4 separate regions of the Mus musculus genome follow, and regions 1, 2 and 3 are each linked to region 4. A link is a contact called in public Hi-C, HiChIP or PLAC-seq and promoter capture Hi-C data. All regions are on one chromosome and are shown on one strand. The core of a region is the stretch at or near the end of the contact, and the rest is flanking DNA. Distances in the headings are between cores, read along the strand shown. Region 1 overlaps Nek10 (NIMA (never in mitosis gene a)- related kinase 10). Region 2 has its middle 50 kb from the start of Top2b. Region 3 has its middle 59 kb from the start of 1700062C10Rik. Region 4 holds the start of B230110C06Rik (RIKEN cDNA B230110C06 gene).

Region 1 (4,073 bases), core at 114-2,613, 570 kb before region 4:
ACAATGAGCACAGCACAGAGGCTTCGAACTACCAGGCTTAGAGAATGGCACAAGTTGGCATTATTCCCTGTTCCATGCAACTGCTGGTGACACCTTCCCATCCCAAGTGGGAAAAGCAGCAGAAAGGACACTTCCAGGGCTGAGGGACAGACAAATGTCACTGCTGCCTGGGAAGCCACATCCTGGCTACTCTGCTGCTGATAACCCTGAGACCGCTGGGTTGGTGTGAGTAGCAGCTACGTGGGCCCCACTCAGAGGGACACTCAGAGGCACAAACCATTTATAGACATCATGGCAATTCCTCTGAAACAAGACACTTTACCTAGAAACTACATTCTAAATAAATAGTTGGAGACATTTTACACCATTTTTCTTTTTTAGAACTTTCTCCCTCCCTGTGTAGCTGAGGCCCAACCCTGGGGCAGAGCATGCTAAGGGAATCGTTAAGGAACTGATCAGTCCTAAACCTGTCCACTGCCCATTAGGAAGTGCAGCATCTTCTAGCCTGGTTCACAAAGGCATGGAGGACACTGTCTCTTTCATTAACTTAAAAAAGTCATTTAAAACCTTAAATGGCAGCTGGCAGTCTTAGATGAAACTTCAGTGTACAAAAGCTTGTGTTTTGAAGAGTCTGATAAGTGTTTGCTATTTGTTTTCTTACAGCTTTATCATCCCAATGTTGTACGTTATTATAAAACATTTTTGGAAAGTAAGTATGAATTGCTTTCTAAGTAAGGAAACATATGTTTGTTATTTATATACATTTATATTATGTTGGCAGAAAATAAACCCATTCAGCTATTTTCTACTGGCTTTTATTATTAGGCATTGCTTTCTTAAGCAGTAAAATAATTTTTTAATTGATGACCTGAGAATACTTAAAATATTTTGATCTGTATTATATAGAGGCACAGTGTGAATAAACAAAAATAATTAAATTATTGTACAGAAAAGGAACTGTAGAAGAAAAAGAGAAAAGAGAACTAAAGCATGATGTTTTATTTTTCTTTTTGCAAGCTCACAGCAGCATCTAGTGGCATTTTCCACCCCTAATAAAATGGATTGGACTCCGCCTTCAAGGTTTTTTTTTTTTTTTCTCACAAATTTCAGTAGATGCCACCAGGTGGCGCCAGAGTCCTGGCTGAGCCTGCAGGCTGGCTGGCTTGTTTCCTGCTTGTGGGATGGAGAGCACAGTCAAACAAAGCCAAACTCAGTCGCTTGTTTACAAGTGAAGGAAGTATTGAACTTAACCATCTGTAGCATAAAATCCTGAAGTATTAGCCGGGCATGGTGACTCAGTCCTTTAATCCCAGCACTTGAGAGGCAGAGGCCGACTGTGTGTGTTTGAGGACAACCTGATCTACATAGTGAGTTTCAGGCTGGGCATGGCTGCATAGAGAGACCCTGTCTCAATACTAAACAGAAGCTGTTCTGTATGCAGCTCAATTGCTATGTTTTTACCCATTTCCCTTCTTTAAGTGATTTAGATGGACTCCTTCCTCCTTACGTGCTAGTTCTTAATATCGGGATTATTCCTGTAATTAAAGCTATCAGATTTAGTTCCTGACTTAGACTGAAGTAAGTACAAGTCATTACAAAAACAAAACACTTAACCTGACGACTTCCAAAATAAATTGAAGGAAACTTAAAATATGTATAATATTACCAAGTTATAAACTATGATGAAGAAGACTATAATTTGAGAAAATGAAAACAAACAGCTAAGCATAGTGCAGGCAATATGTATTTCTTGGAATGGTGAAACTTGGGAATCTATAAATGTCCGTAAGAGAGATGCTATATGGTTTATTCATTTTTGCAATCCTGTGAAAGGCAACAGGAAGAACAGTGTGCTTACATTCATGCTGCAGTGTGAGACTGGTGGAGAAGCCAGTGGGCAGGATGGGAGATGTCTGTCCTTTGCAGGCAGATTGTGTATGTGTGTATTTTGTGTATGTCCAACAGTCAGAAAAGACACATGTCACATATCATTATTAGTAGTTCAAATTGGCTTTAAAGGAGTGTATTCAGAGAACAAAAACAGCAACAAGAAAACCAAAAACCCAAACAGTGCTAAACCCTTGTAAACCCTAACATAAAATCAGAGTCCAGGTCTCTCTACTCGAGAGGGGCCTAGCAGTAATCTCTGTCATGGGTAGGTGCTTTAGTCTGTGTTATTGCAACATCATAGCGTGATCCGTGGGTAAGTTTGTATGACATAATCTATGTCACCATACAAAATGCAATTTATAATGCGGTTTTCTGAACGTCTTATTTGATCCGAGGTACTAAGAGGCAGGCCTCGTGACTTGAGACAGTTGGCTTACTGTCTTTGACATGGTTCAGGCATTCTATGGTATAAGCAGAAAATGATTATGCTTGCCAGAGAGGAGAAAGTCTGGAGTCAGAGGAAGTTGCTGCTAGGCTGTGACTGCCCCAAGGGCAGCTCTGTGCTCTGCCAGCATTCAGTGGATCCTGACACTAAGTTTTCCGTTTTGTGCTCCAACACTCCTTGGAAAGCCCGGGTTCTAATTTGTGAAGGTTTTCCAGGGCTTTATACTGACTTTACATTTCTGTGACTCCTTTTTGCTTTTGCATAGATGACAGGTTGTATATCGTTATGGAGCTGATAGAAGGAGCCCCACTTGGAGAGCACTTTAATTCTTTGAAGGAAAAACATCACCATTTCAGTGAAGAGCGACTGTGGAAAATATTTATACAGGTACACTACACCCTTCATTGAAATTTTCTTTATACAACAAAGTTCTGAGCTACCTTAGAGATACACTGTTGGTTACGTATATGGCAGGAATCAAATTTGCTTCCATTCTTGTTTCAAGCTGTGCTTAGCTCTTCGGTATCTGCACAAGGAGAAGAGGATTGTTCACAGAGATCTCACGCCAAACAACATTATGCTGGGAGATAAGGACAAAGTGACAGTTAGTAAGTATAAAAGTCTTCAACTTTTTAACTGAAGAAGTTCTGAATGTCAGTTGAGAAATGCACCCCATTTCAGAGTGGTGGTGCTTGTCAGTAGAACTTTTGGCATAGATGGAAATGTTTTCTCTGAGTTGTCCAGTGGAGTGAGTAAGCACTAGCCACATGATACTCTTGGGCAAGTGGAATGTGGCCCCTGTGGCTGAGGAAATGAACTTTTATATTTCATTAACTTTTGAGCTGGGTATTGGTTTGCACACATTGGAAGGTGGAGGCAGATGGATCTGGAGTTCAAGGCCAATTTCAGTGACATAGTAAGTTGGTGCTAGCCTTAACCAAACTTTTTTTCAAAAAGCCAAACCAAACCAAACCAAAAAACAGCAATAGCAAAAAACTCAATAAGCAAAATTCTTTTGTTAAATTATAATTACTTTCCATATCCCTGAGACAATAATGTTTGCACAATATTGGATAATGGAAATACTGTTCTAAATGACTGTTTTGCTCATATGAGAGATACAGTACTCTTAGGATGCTTCTGTGTTTAATTTAACTCCTCAATTAATGCTTTCTGAGTTTTTCTTTCTACCTCATAAACAGAAGCTTTGCTGATTAACACATTGAGCACATTGCTTTGGACTACTTTATCTCAGTCTGTCTTAAAGGTGTCAGACTTGCAGGGCTTTACAAACACAGCGACTTGTATCCTTTGACATAGCTGTTTGTTTCATTGGTTGGTGTTTTCATCTGTAGCAGAAAGGCAGATAACAGTAAATTAAATTTCATTGATTAGGACAGAGTTAGGGGGCACTTCAGCACTGGAGAGGCAGAGGCAGGGGTAGAGGCAGAGAGGCAGAGAGGCAGAGAGGCAGAGAGGCAGAGAGGCAGAGAGAGGCAGAGGCAGAAGAAGAGGCAGAAAGGCAGAGGCAGGGAAGTACGAGGGGGCAGAGACAGGGAGGCAAGGAAGCAGGAAGGCAGGAAGAAAGAGATAGAGAGAGAGAGACAGACAGACAGACAGACAAAGGCAGAGGCAGGTAGATTTCTTTCAATCTGAGGCTAGCCAGTCCTATGTAGTTTTCGTTTCCAAAAAATAAATGAATAAGTAAAAAATAAATACTAATAACAATACTAATAAT
Region 2 (4,208 bases), core at 190-2,689, 880 kb after region 4:
GAAATGAAGACTAAGCCACTACAAAGTCCAGCTGATTTATTACACGTGGGTGTTTCCTCTAGATTGGCCACAACTACTTTATCTCATCCCCAATGTATAGATACCAAATTGAAAAGCTAAATGGGAGCTAACTGTACAATGAGATCTTAATTTTCCTTCTTAATTTGCTCTTCCCTCAAAAGCCTATGTAGTTCTGAGATAGAGTCTCTGTAACTCATGCTGGCCTCAAACTGGGGACAATCCTCTTCCCTCAGATTGCCACATGATAGAATTTCAGGGATGAACCACCACACTTGACCTTTATCCCCAAGACTCTAGAAATCTGCAAAGTCTAATTAACAGGAAATTCATAAGTAATCCAGAAAGTTTTGAAAAACTAAATAGCTGCTACTGTAAGGCCTGACAGGGCATGTCACAGAAATGTCACACTATGAGTTGCTACTCCAGCTACCTTATCAGTCTTCAAATGTGTAGTCTTGAAGCAGGCTGATCCAGACTTTGACCTTGCTGCCACTGAGAAGGAGATTACCTAGGGTAGAGCCTTCTGACCTTGATGGCTCTATTTGCTCTTCTCCAAGACTCTGCTTCCTGCTGAGAGGTACTTGAGACATTGTTCCGGAGACACACCCTGTAGATCACCTACGGGCTAGCTCCAGGCACCAAGATTGAGCTGGCAGGGGATGGGCCTACCCTCTTTATAAACACAGACTCTCAGTAAACTTCAGAGGCTTTGAACAGAAAGGTTTGTCTTGGCCTCTTTTCTCACCATCTGATCTCTTTTAGCCCCAGCCTGCCTTTCAGAGGAACCCAGTTCCCGTGGCCGCAGGCAGCTACACAAATGCTTCAATTGGTAAAGTTATTTTAGCTAAAAATTCAAACAAGATAGTCATGAAAATAAAAATTGCTGCCTCCACCCCCAACCCTATACTATTTCCAGAGGTGACCAGCAAGACTACTGATGTGGGATACCCAAGACTTCCTGTGGGCTTCACCTGTGTGCATAGATCAGCTTTCATATCTTTGGGTTTTTTTCTCTATGGATGTGCAGCCTCTCTCTGCTAGCTTTATTAACACTTTTAGAAATCTGTTCATTTCCAGTCATTAATCTCCTCATTTTATACCACACTGTTTTGTAATTTATACTGTCACTTTATTTACAGACTGTTGTTTTCTTTTTATTGCTAGATTTATTGTGTAGAACATCCTTATACATATTTCACATAGAATATATGCAAAGATATGTGCATTTAATATTTTGGTGGCTATACACTTAACAATGGTATTAACGAACAGCAATGTCCTCCCTTTTTTGCAAAAGCTAAATTGCAGTGGTGGCAGCCAGCCAGTGTTCCCTGCCTCTGAAGTCCCTTGTTCCCATTCCACACAAAATTAGAGCAGGCTCTGTGTCCAGTCAGCTGATGAATGTATGCTTGTGATCTTCTGAGGTCCGTCATTAAAGGCCTGCTGACTCTGGAAAGGCTCTCCTCTGTGACTCTGGGATAATCCAGCTAACTCCAGAAAAGGAAGAGATGGCCCTTCACTCTAAAAGCCAGCACTGACTAGCCCTTCCGCAGGGGCTCTGAGGCTGCACTTCCTGAGAGTGTGCTGCACAGGTCAGAGCTGTGCCACTCAGGACCAGCACTGCTGCATTCCTAGCATGTGCCGGAGCCTTGAGAATAAGTGGCCTTAAGAGACATGGAACGATTGTTACACAGCAATGGATAACTATGGTAAGTGTGCCATGTTTACGATCCTGCCATATGAAACCCTGGAGATTTACTGTGAGGTCGATTTCTCAGGTGCCACTAGATGCAGGGGCCACTTCAGAGGCCACTTTCCTTAGCTAGTTTTGCTTTCTGCTAATTTCCTGTTTATATATTCTTTTGAGTTCTTCCTTTTTCTTTTTTGAAGATGTAAACCAAGCCTACCTCTCTTCTCACTTCACTATAGTCATTATAAAATCCTGTAAGAGCCTCACCTTGCCTTTCTATTTTGTTTTATTGGGGTTTGAGGCAGTGTTGGTGGTAGCCCAAGCTAGCCTTGAACTCTGGATCCTGCTGCCTAAGCTTTAGAAATTCCAGGAATTTTCTTCTGTAGATCTGTGCCACAACTGTTAGCTTCATAGTTGTCCCAGCTTTCTTCCTCTTTCCGGGCATTGTGTACAATTCACAGTGGTGGCTTGTCTCCAGTATTTTTCAACTGAAACTTTTAAATGAAGATATTTGACATAACATCTGGATTTTGCATGCATGTTAAGAAGTGATATGTGGTGGCTGCTGTAGTCTATCTGTACAGACCCATACCCCAAACAGGAGCAGCTGGCAAAGCCTGTATCTGTACAGGCCTACACCCCCATGTAGGAGCAGCTGGCAAAGCCTGTATCTGTACAGGCCTATACCCCCATGTAGGAGCAGCTGGCAAAGCCTTCTCTAGGACAAGAATCCCTGCAGGCCCCAACCCTCCCTCTGTAAACCCCCAGCTTCAGTGACATCTCGTGCCAGTCACTCTTTTCTAATATATTTGCACCCATGTTCTTAAATATTCTGATTCCGTGTAGATCAAATGTAAAAATCGAAGTCAAACCAATACACTCCACATTTTATTTGATCATGGATTTTTGTACACAGTCCCATATAAGAGTTACCTGCGTAGAAGTGTTCTGCCCTATGAGAATCTTCACTTTATAGCTTTATGTTTATATTTCAGCCATTTAATATAGATTTTTTTTTAAAATGCAAGTTGCTTAAGCAAAGATAGTTAGAAATGCTGAGTAGTTTGTGAAGAGGCAGCTATCCTTAACATTGCAGCAACTTAGGACCCATGAAGAGGTTGCTAAAGCTTCCAGCAATCGTTCTTATCAATACCAAAATAAGAGTCTCTGTGTTAGTTCCTGTCTTTCCTCGGTTTCTTCCAATTGCCTGTGAAACAAATGTACTCAGTTTTTGTTGCTGTCTTTAAAATCAAACTATAAGTGGCTCAGAGTATTTTGAAAAGTGTATTCTTGTTGCACTTTGGGAAACCATCTCTACAGAGCTGGCCAGCTCTCTAGAGCATTCTCAGTTTAAAGAAAATAAATCATCATTAGGCTATGACCATGGTGGCACATAGTTGTAATTCCAGTATCAAGAAACTGAAACAGGACTGAGTGGTCCAGGTCAGTTTGACTACATAGAAAAACCGTATTTTAAAAAAAGGATGGTGAGGTGTCCTGTGCCTTTAATCCCAACACTTGGGAAGCCGAGGCAGGTGGATCTCCATGAGCTTGAGGACAGTCTAGTGTACAGAGTGAGTTTCAGGATTGCCAAAGCTACACAGAGAAACCTTGTCTTGAAAAACCCAAAGGGGAAAAAAAGAAGAAAGTCATTACTATCTTTATTGTTCTTTCCAGATACCTCTGCCATTATTTAATTATCCTACTGTTAAAAACTAATACAAAAAATTGCAAAAATAATAAAACTAAAGATAGTACGGTATGAAACAATGTATTTTCCTCTCAAGAGTATGAAGAACTTGGGACTGGAGAGATGACTCTGTGGTTAAGAGTGCTTCCTGCTGTTTGTCACTCATGAGCATATACCCCCCAAACATAAATGATACAAGAAATCCTTAAGTAATATAAACTTTTGCTTTCATCTACATCTTCTAATGAAAAACAACAGTACCAAGAGCTCCTCAGGACCCTCTTGTTCCCCTCTCCCCTTCTCCAAAGGCACCTCTCATTATTTTCTTGGTACCCAGATAGTTGGGTACCCCCTTCTCCAAAAGCACCTGCCATCAGAAATTTAGAGTTTGTTTATTGTGTGGTCTCTGGCTGTGCAAATAAATACTAAGACACTACTGATCTGCATATGTTTAAGCCTGTGTGCATGGAATGAATTATCATCCTTCTGCAAGCTGATGCTCCAGTCATTTGGTTAGACCTGAAGTTTGTCATCCTCAATGCAGGAGAGACCCTATAATATAAGATCCCCACCTTGATATTTGCTTGCCAATTTATGATTATCAGAAAACACCACAGAGTGGAATCTATCCTCTCTATCAAGTGTGCTTGGGAAGATGAATACCTTCTATTACTTTATAAGTACTGAAGCCATTCCTACTAGGAAAGAGACTTAGCAGGAAGAAAAGGAAGCAGCCTAGCAGCCATAAATAGTATGCTGAAGACGGCTCTTAAATATGACCTAGAGCAGGATGTCCTGTGTGACATC
Region 3 (3,888 bases), core at 583-3,082, 540 kb after region 4:
AAACACAGAAGTGGATGCTCACAGTCAGCTATTGGATGGATCACAGGGCCCCCAATGGAGGAGCTAGAGAAAGTATCCAAGGAGCTAAAGGGATCTGCAACCCTATAGGTGGAACAACAATATGAACTAACCAGTACCCCCTGGAGCTCGTGTCTCTAGCTGCATATGTATCAGAAGATGGCCTAGCCGGCCATCAGTGGAAAGAGAGGCCCATTGGTCTTGCAAACTTTATATGCCTCAGTACAGGGGAATGCCAGGGCCAAGAAGTAGGAGTGGGTGGGTAGGGGAGTGGGGGGGGGGAGGGTATGGGGGACTTTTGGGATAGCATTGGAAATGTAAATGAGGAAAATACCTAATTAAAAAAAAAAAAGAAAGAAACCTGTAAATATCTGTGGCTGTCACTGGACACAAATATCTGCCAACTAGACACAAAACACTACCCCGTGGTAAGAAACTTCAGGTCTGAAATACTCTCTCCTGGCTCTACAGATGGAAGATTGTAGTTGGCACCTAGCAGTTATGCACACAAACACCCAGAGTAGCAGAAGCTAAGAGAACTGTTGATGACATGTTGCTTCTAGACAAATGCTTAGAAGCTGGATTTTTTTGGTATGAAGTATTGGTTTCATGGTCATGTTGTAGCACAAAGTAAAAAAAAATATATCAACAGTAAACATATTTGCTACTAGTAGGCACAACAATTCACAGCTTGTGTTTTTAAACAGGTGACATGAAAGGGGCTCAAAGCAACAGTGTGGCATGACTTTACAGAATCAGATTCTAAAAAGTAGTCAGCAGTGTAGACTAATGGAATAACAAAGGACAGGTGGGAGGGAACCACCCTGTGCAAGTCTCCACCTGGAACTCTAGGTTGCCCAGGCCATTTGGCTTTCTTTTACCTTTTACATATGTCATTTGGACAGCCCTTAGGTAGAGCTACATTTAACTGACATATTTTATGATAAGCGGAGAACACCATACCTAATACAAAGTGTGTACCTGGTGTAGCTGTCTGCCAAATAGTGTGCAACCTCAAAGAATTCTGATATTGCTGTGTTCCACAAACAAAAACACACAGCTCAGGGGTTCTGTACAGGTTAAAGATATAAAACTCAGTTAAATCGTGGTTAAGAAATTAATCAATTCCCATTAGTCGATCTGTTTTAAGCTTTCCTGTTGTTTAATTATGGGAAAACTTTCCCACATATCCACATTTCTTTAGATAGGATTTTAGAGTTGGATTCATTAGTATCAAAAATGAATTAAAAAATAATAATAATGACTTGAAAAGTACTTCCTGCAAAGACTTCACCATTCATAATGTAGGATGGTGTAAATTTACTATATCATTAAGATGTCCTCATATCCCAAAGTAGTACCTGCTTTAATGCTTTTCTTATGATTCCTGTTGTTGTGATGGGACAATGTGACCTAAACAAGTTTTATAAAGGAAAATATTTAATTGGCACCAGCTTACAGTTCAGAATCATCATGATGGGAAGCATGGGAGAACTCTACATCTAGATTGGCCGACAGGAGAGAGAGAGAGAGAGAGAGGGAGAGAGAGAGAGAGAGAGAGAGAGAGAGAGAATGAGAGAGAGAGATGCTAGGCATCTCTTGAGCATGTGAAACCTCAAAGCTCACCCCATGACATTCTTCCTCCAACAAAGCCACACCCAGTCCAACAAGGCCACACCTCCTAGCAGTACCACTCCCTAGGGGCTGATAGGGGCTATTTTTATTCAAATCACCACAATGACCCCTCTTAGGAAAAAAAAAAAAGGCTCTAGGAATTAGTTTAAAGAACAAAGGCCTTTTCAATGGCTTCAGGAAAGAGAGCACAGCTGCCCTCCAGCTCTCCTCGCTGCACAGTAGGAGGTCTTTGCTCAATGCTAAGTGACTTGTGTTCTTCCTGGGTGTACAATCACTGCAGTAAAGAGCCCAGACTTCCACTGGTATTTACCAAGTGGATGTCACTGCTCTCTGATCTTAAAAGGTCTGAAATTCTTCAAAAGGTTTTTGTTTTAGTTTGTTGTTGTTGTTGTTGTTTTTTAACAGTAAAACGAAGTTTGTTTACACTAAAAAAAAGAAAAGATTTTTCCAAACATGAATGCCATCTGATTTGCTGAGTGGTGGCCAGGGACACTGATTTTAATGCATGCTTCAATTGAATTCATATGATTATCTGGCTTTCTGACAGAATAAAAAGATTCAGAAAAATCTAGATCTGGAAACAGTGACAACCAGAAGACTTGAGAATCTGATCAGAATTGACACTCCCACCAGACCATGCACTGATCTCTTTCTTAACAGGTATGAATAACTCTGACAAGTTCTCTGAATTATATGAGAATCACATCACTGTGTCAACTCTTACAAGCCCATGTGCTATTGGTAAGCTGGAGTTTGTGGTAAGAGAGGATTTGATATCTTCACCCAACCCTCTCCTCAGCTCTTCTCTACAGCCTGGGGTCACACTCACACAAGTAAGTCACCTTTTGGTGACCACTTAGGTTCATAGCTGCCTCCTCAAACAAGTATTTCCTTTGGTGGTTCAATGTGAAACCATGGGCTCACATGTTTCAACACTCAGCACCAAGGTGACAGTGCTGACTGGGAAGGTTGTGGAACTTTCAGGAAGTGGAGCATTAGTGAATACACACCATGTGTGTTCTTTTGTTACTCCACTCAGTGTATTTATTTTCTAGTTCCATCCATTTGCCTGTGAGTTTCATGAAGTCATTGTTTTCAATCTCCATTGTGTAGTACACCACTGTGTATCTGTACCACATTTTCTGTATACATTCTGTTGAGGGACATCTGAGTTGTTTACAACTTCTGGCTATTATAAATAATTATAAATGAACATAGTGATGCATATATTGGAACATCTTTTGGGTATGTGCCCAGGAGTGGTGCAGCTAGGTAGAACTATTTCAAATTTTCTCAGAAACCACCAGACTGATTTCCAAAGTGGTTTTATCATCTTGTAGTCCCATCAGCAAAGGAGGAGTATTACTCTTTCTCCACATCCTTACCAACATCTGCTGTCACATGTGTTTTTGATCTTAGCCTTTCTGACTGGTGTGAGGTGGAATCTCAGGGTCGTTTTGATTTGCATTTCCCTGATGACTATGGATGTTGAACATTTCTTTAAGTGCTTCTCAGCCATTTGGAATTCCTCAGTTGAGCCTCAGTTGAGAATTCTTTATTTAGCTCTATACTCCACTTTTCATTAGGATTATTTGGTTCTCTGGAGTCTAACTTCTTGAGTTCTTTGTATATATTGGATATTAGCCCTCTATCAGATATAGGGTTGGTAAAAAATCTTTGCCGAAATCTGTGGGTTGTCATTTTGTCCTATTGGCAATGTCCTTTGCTTTATAGAAGCTTTTTAATTTTCTGAAGTCCTATTTGTCAATTCTTGATCTTAGATCATAAGTCATTGGTGTGCTATTCAGAAAATTTTCCCCTGTGTCAATGTGTTCCAGGCTCTTCCCCACTTTCTCTTCTATTAGATTCAGCGTATCTGGTTTTATGTCCTTGATCTACTTGGACTTGAGCTTTGTATAAGAAAATAAGAATGGATCAATTTGCATTCTTCTACATGGAGACCCCCAGTTGAAAAAGCACCATTTGTTGAAAATGCTATCTTCTTTTCCACTGGATGGTTTTAGCTTCTTAGTCAAAGATCAAGTGACCATAGCTGTGTGGGTTCATTTCTTGGTCTTCAATTCTATTCCATTGATCTACTTGCCTGTCTTTGTACCAACACCATGAAATTTTTTCACCAGTTCTCTGTAATACAGCTTGAGTTCAGGGATGATGACTTCCCCCAGATGTTCTTTTATTGTTGAGAATATTTTCGATATCCTGAGTTTTGTTTTT
Region 4 (4,039 bases), core at 1,520-4,019:
ATCCTAGAGTGATGACCTCAGAGCAAAGAGATGAAATACTCCTAACACCCAGAATCCCACTCCACAAAACTTCTTAGAGGGCTACAGACTCTCTAGTGGCTGGGAAGTACTCTCTGTGGAAGGGGCTCAGTGAGTGGAGGAGTATTTGACTCCTGAGGACAGCAGCAAACTTAGAATTATGCCAGTGCTGAGGTCGAATGCAGTGGCTATCAGGGAGAGAAGTCCACCAATGCATTTGGCTGAGTAAATAAGGCCTTTCGCTTTATATTCTGCATTTTCTCAACTTTAGCAAATGATTGTGAGCAGGATAAAACAGAACTATTCAAACTTGATAAGGCTTTTCAGAAATGGCTGATAATCCATTTAATCTTATTTAGAGTCATTAAAGATTTGCATGGTTAGTTGATTTTTGTTGCTTTGAAGGCTTATAAGTAGTCTACTGCATTTGTATTCCCAGATCCAGGTTTGTGGTGACTTGTTCATTGTTTTCTACTTAATCAGGTAATGCTGATTAAAGGGATTTTTATGGAAAAGTAAGAAAAACTACCTTTTTTTAAAAATAAGGAAGTTATTTTCCTTCAGTATTTTTAAGATGCTGAATAACATCAGAAGTAGGCATGTATTTATGTATAAGCAAAGTTCACTGGACCCAGGTATCAAAGACAATGGTTCCCACATTACTAATCTACTACATCACTGAGGGGCCTTACTCCATGCCAGTGGGCCTCCTCAGGAGAGGCGGCAGGCTCTGGCTTCCCAGTTAGTGCTATGTCCTCATCCACCCTCCAGAAGGACATTCTACTGCTACTCCAAATGCCTTTTGAGCACAAAGCAGATCACACACAGGTCTCCATCTCTGTCTCTTCCTGAATTAAAAAACAATCTGCTAACAGGTTGAAAGGAAACGCTCAACAACAACAGCTGGCTTCTTAGACTGGGTTCCAGTGCACTCCAAGAGACTCTGACTCTGGAGACACGCAGCATTGGCCCCCATACCCTAGATTCTACTGGCATGTGTCCCTGGGCTTAGACTAAAGCAGAAGGGGCCTCATCCACTCACCTCTCCCCCGTGGACAGCCTTTACTACAAAATCTGCTTATGAGTTTGAGGCACACAGCTTGCCCACTATAGGAACCAGCCCTTCTATGTACTGGCTTTCTCCATGATTTTGTTCCCACTTATACAAACCTATAAGACCACTTTCATGGCTATTGTGTCAATTAAAGGTAACACAAGCACATACAATACCCATAATAGCATCTGGCCCTGCATGCAGAACCAACCCAAGCAATGTTAGAAGGCACTGCTATCACTCATGTCTCCCCCACAAGGTTCAACTACTGGCCCAAGCCACTCAGAGAGGTTTTGACTCATTCTCTCAAATTCCCACGAGATTCTACCCTATTTCCTCAAAAAGCAGGAGAGCACAAATCCAGGTTAGAAACTCCCAGAAACCTGTCAGAGTGGGGTCCTACCTCAGATATCCGGGAATATTAGAAGAAGCTGCGTGCTGTGCTGTCACTTGCGAGGAGGTCTGGCTGGTGAAGGCATGGTCACTTTTTGTGCCCCAGAAATGCATCAGAAGCTTGTGTGGAGGGTATCCCCATTCTTGGTTGTACAGCTTTCTGTTTTGAAGCAAGGAGCTAGCTGCCCCAGGTATGCCTGGGTGTGGGAGTGACCGTGATAGAATTCCTCCAAGGGCCTTGGTAGTACACCTCTCTTCTAGAAGGCTCTGACTAAGCCTAACCAAATGATTCCAATTCTGCTTTTCCCCAGTTAGAGCAGAATAGGGGAGACAATCACAGGGCAACCTAGGAAAGATTATTCTATAAAAAGCCAGAATATGAGAAGTTTATGCAAGGAGAACCTGAGAACTGTCCATAGCCTGCACCAGCGCAGCCGCCAAACGCTTCTCCACTAGGCTAGGTAGGGACTAGACGTGCAGGGCCCTCAATCACAAGTGTCCCTGGATATGGGGTGAAGAGAACTATGTGCCTCCTCTCCCATACATGGTGATGTGTTCCCCACCAGGAGAGAGAGAGAGAGAGAGAGAGAGAGAGAGAGAGAGAGAGAGAGAGAGAGAACCCTTTCTTTACAATATGCACACTAGGCCTCTTCCCAAAAGTGGTCTTGAAGACCAGATGGCTTGGGTGCAAAGGTGGATCTCTGCATCTGCCAAACCATCAGAAACGACCAGGACGATATATCTGGGGAGTTGGTAAGTTAATATAGACCCACCTCTGATTCCAGATACCAGGCCGAGAAGCTAGGTCTTCCCTCACTGGAGGAGCTGTGCACACCCCCTTCTGTTTCTCCACACATCCTCCAGCTTTAAGCTAAAGATCTTTCCTAACCCAGCTAAGGGCTCCCCCCACTCCCTTCTCTCCTCAGCCTAGGTGCAAACCTTGAAGCCTCAAGGGGAAGCTGTCTCCCAGATCAGCCTCTGCCCTGGATTCTTCTCTGGATTGTTGGGACCCCAGCCTATCTGCTGACACCTGGGGACTCGCCTTAGTTTCTCACACATATACCCCTGGGGATCAGGCCAAAAGTCCCCTTCCCATTCCAGAATATACACATCCTTAACGCCCTAGTGCTGTCAGAGAAGGTGGGCGTAGATTTACAACCCGGTGGTGGAGATGAAGGGGTGTAGGAGCAAGCGGGTGCCGGAGAGGAGAGGGGCTGTGATCCTCTTAGAGCCAGGGACAGCGTCCTCGGTCCATTATCTGAACATTCAGTCACCGCCCAAGATGCCAACGCAATCAGAACAGAGCCGAGAGGTTTGTTTGTTCCTGGCGAGGGAGCTCTTTCTAACCTAGGCAGAAGCAGCCAGCCTTCTGAAATACCCCGGGGCAGGAATCCCAGGGCTGCTTCCCACCTCCGGACTTCTCAGGTACCTAGCCCCTCTCCCTGGCCCCTCACCTGGGCCAGCGCCCCCACCCCCAAACAGACTTCAATCTCTTTTCCAAATCCTCTTCAGTGGCCACGCTGAGGTGCCCCATCGCCTACATTAGCAGAGCCTTTCCGTCCCCCCTCACCCATTGGCAGATCTCATCCTCTGCTGCCTCCGGCAACCTCAAGAGGGATTTTTCCTCCCCAAATCACTTACTTCACCCATCCAGATCAGCACTTGTATTTCCCGTAGCACATAACCATAACCGAAAGCCACTCCGAGGATTTTTATTATCGATTTGGGGGTGGCAGGATCGAGCGATCTGACCCTCACCGCTCTTGAAGACATTAACAGTGGCATTAAGTTCCACCTCCCCTGGTTAGCCCTACCCCTTCCCATCTGCGACAGGCAAGAGAAGCACTACTAGATCCTAAGCCCTTGCCTCTGAATCCGGAGCTGTAGGAAGCAAAAAGTCGAACTGCAAGAACACAGTGAGAGAAATGGGCAGATGCCTTAAGGCTAGGGTAGCTGGGGGAAGGGCGCACGCGAGAACTGAACAGATACCGCACCAGGTGAGAACCAGGAAGGGAGGGTCACAAAAGTTTGCAGACTGCTGCAAGGCACCTGGTTGCACAAGAGCGAAAAGGGTCGACTTCCCTTCTCCAGGCAGGGTCTCTCCAAAGATCTGTGTCAAAAAGACCTGGAGGTTTGGCTCCACACGGCTCAGAACTGCGGTGACCATTCTCTGCTTCCCAGAGAGATGGCCTAAGCACCCTGACTGGGAGCTGAGCCCGCGCTCTGCATAAAGCAACAGGCGGCTGCACCTTACCTTGCGCCAGTCCTGGGTTGGGATGGCTGCTCCATCCTCGTGGCGCAGGGAGGAGGCGTTTGATGCATAAGCCTAGGGGTGTGCGTGCTGCTAGCTCCAGCCGACTGCAAACTGGACTACCCTCCCTGACCCGGCCCGCCGGCCGGGCTCCGCTCCGGAGCGACCGCCGCGGCGGCGTGAATGCGCTGTGGCCGGGGCGCAGGACGCAGGCGGTGCGTGGCGCGGCTGGCGTCTTTGCGCGCTGCCACCGAGTGAGGGTGCGGCCCTGGGCTGCCGTGTGGGGCACGACTTGGCTTTTACTGCTGCGGCGGCCGCTGCAG

Evidence for each region. Promoter capture Hi-C pulls out the DNA fragments that hold promoters and counts their contacts. A called contact is a pair of places that touch in the nucleus more often than the background predicts. HiChIP or PLAC-seq counts read pairs in DNA pulled down with a chosen protein or histone mark.
Region 1: a contact with region 4 is called in a Hi-C map of cortical neurons, with 3 times the contacts expected there. The contact joins the enhancer-like site here to the promoter of B230110C06Rik in region 4. A contact is called at or near these places in 3 of 39 promoter capture datasets (cranial neural crest, hippocampal neurons and stem cell-derived epiblast-like cells), 4 of 484 Hi-C or Micro-C datasets (cerebellum, cerebral cortex and cortical neurons), 3 of 115 datasets of contacts at active chromatin or transcription factors (SST interneurons, embryonic forebrain and forebrain) and 1 of 9 other capture datasets (embryonic stem cells).
Region 2: a contact with region 4 is called in an H3K27ac HiChIP or PLAC-seq map of embryonic stem cells, with 5 times the contacts expected there. The contact joins the enhancer-like site here to the promoter of B230110C06Rik in region 4. A contact is called at or near these places in 4 of 39 promoter capture datasets (cranial neural crest, embryonic stem cells, frontonasal cranial neural crest and 1 more) and 2 of 115 datasets of contacts at active chromatin or transcription factors (embryonic stem cells and stem cell-derived neural progenitor cells).
Region 3: a promoter capture Hi-C map of embryonic stem cells shows a contact between it and region 4, with 2.8 times the contacts expected there. The contact joins the enhancer-like site here to the promoter of B230110C06Rik in region 4. A contact is called at or near these places in 5 of 39 promoter capture datasets (embryonic stem cells, liver, neutrophils and 1 more), 1 of 115 datasets of contacts at active chromatin or transcription factors (embryonic stem cells) and 1 of 9 other capture datasets (liver).

Annotation. Positions count from the first base shown.
Region 1 is chr14:14,862,793-14,866,865 of GRCm38.p6, forward strand. Nek10 (NIMA (never in mitosis gene a)- related kinase 10) reads left to right here. Exons shown (of 35, transcript NM_001195229.1): 19 at 664-709; 20 at 2,601-2,722; 21 at 2,841-2,943. Among named protein-coding and RNA genes, the nearest start is that of Nek10, 44 kb to the left of the region's middle. Within about 2 kb of position 1,364, at least 64 of the 459 cell types and tissues checked have an H3K27ac peak or open chromatin away from gene starts, as enhancers often do. A contact at or near this core is called in cerebellum, cortical neurons and forebrain, where this site is marked.
Region 2 is chr14:16,312,727-16,316,934 of GRCm38.p6, forward strand. No RefSeq gene overlaps it. Among named protein-coding and RNA genes, the nearest start is that of Top2b, 50 kb to the right of the region's middle. Within about 2 kb of position 1,440, at least 64 of the 459 cell types and tissues checked have an H3K27ac peak or open chromatin away from gene starts, as enhancers often do. A contact at or near this core is called in embryonic stem cells, where this site is marked.
Region 3 is chr14:15,976,744-15,980,631 of GRCm38.p6, forward strand. No RefSeq gene overlaps it. Among named protein-coding and RNA genes, the nearest start is that of 1700062C10Rik, 59 kb to the right of the region's middle. Within about 2 kb of position 1,833, at least 35 of the 459 cell types and tissues checked have an H3K27ac peak or open chromatin away from gene starts, as enhancers often do. A contact at or near this core is called in embryonic stem cells, where this site is marked.
Region 4 is chr14:15,434,854-15,438,892 of GRCm38.p6, forward strand. B230110C06Rik (RIKEN cDNA B230110C06 gene) reads left to right here and starts at 2,770. Exons shown (of 3, transcript NR_152122.1): 1 at 2,770-2,890. It overlaps Lrrc3b (leucine rich repeat containing 3B), which reads right to left. Exons shown (of 2, transcript NM_146052.4): 1 at 3,720-4,039.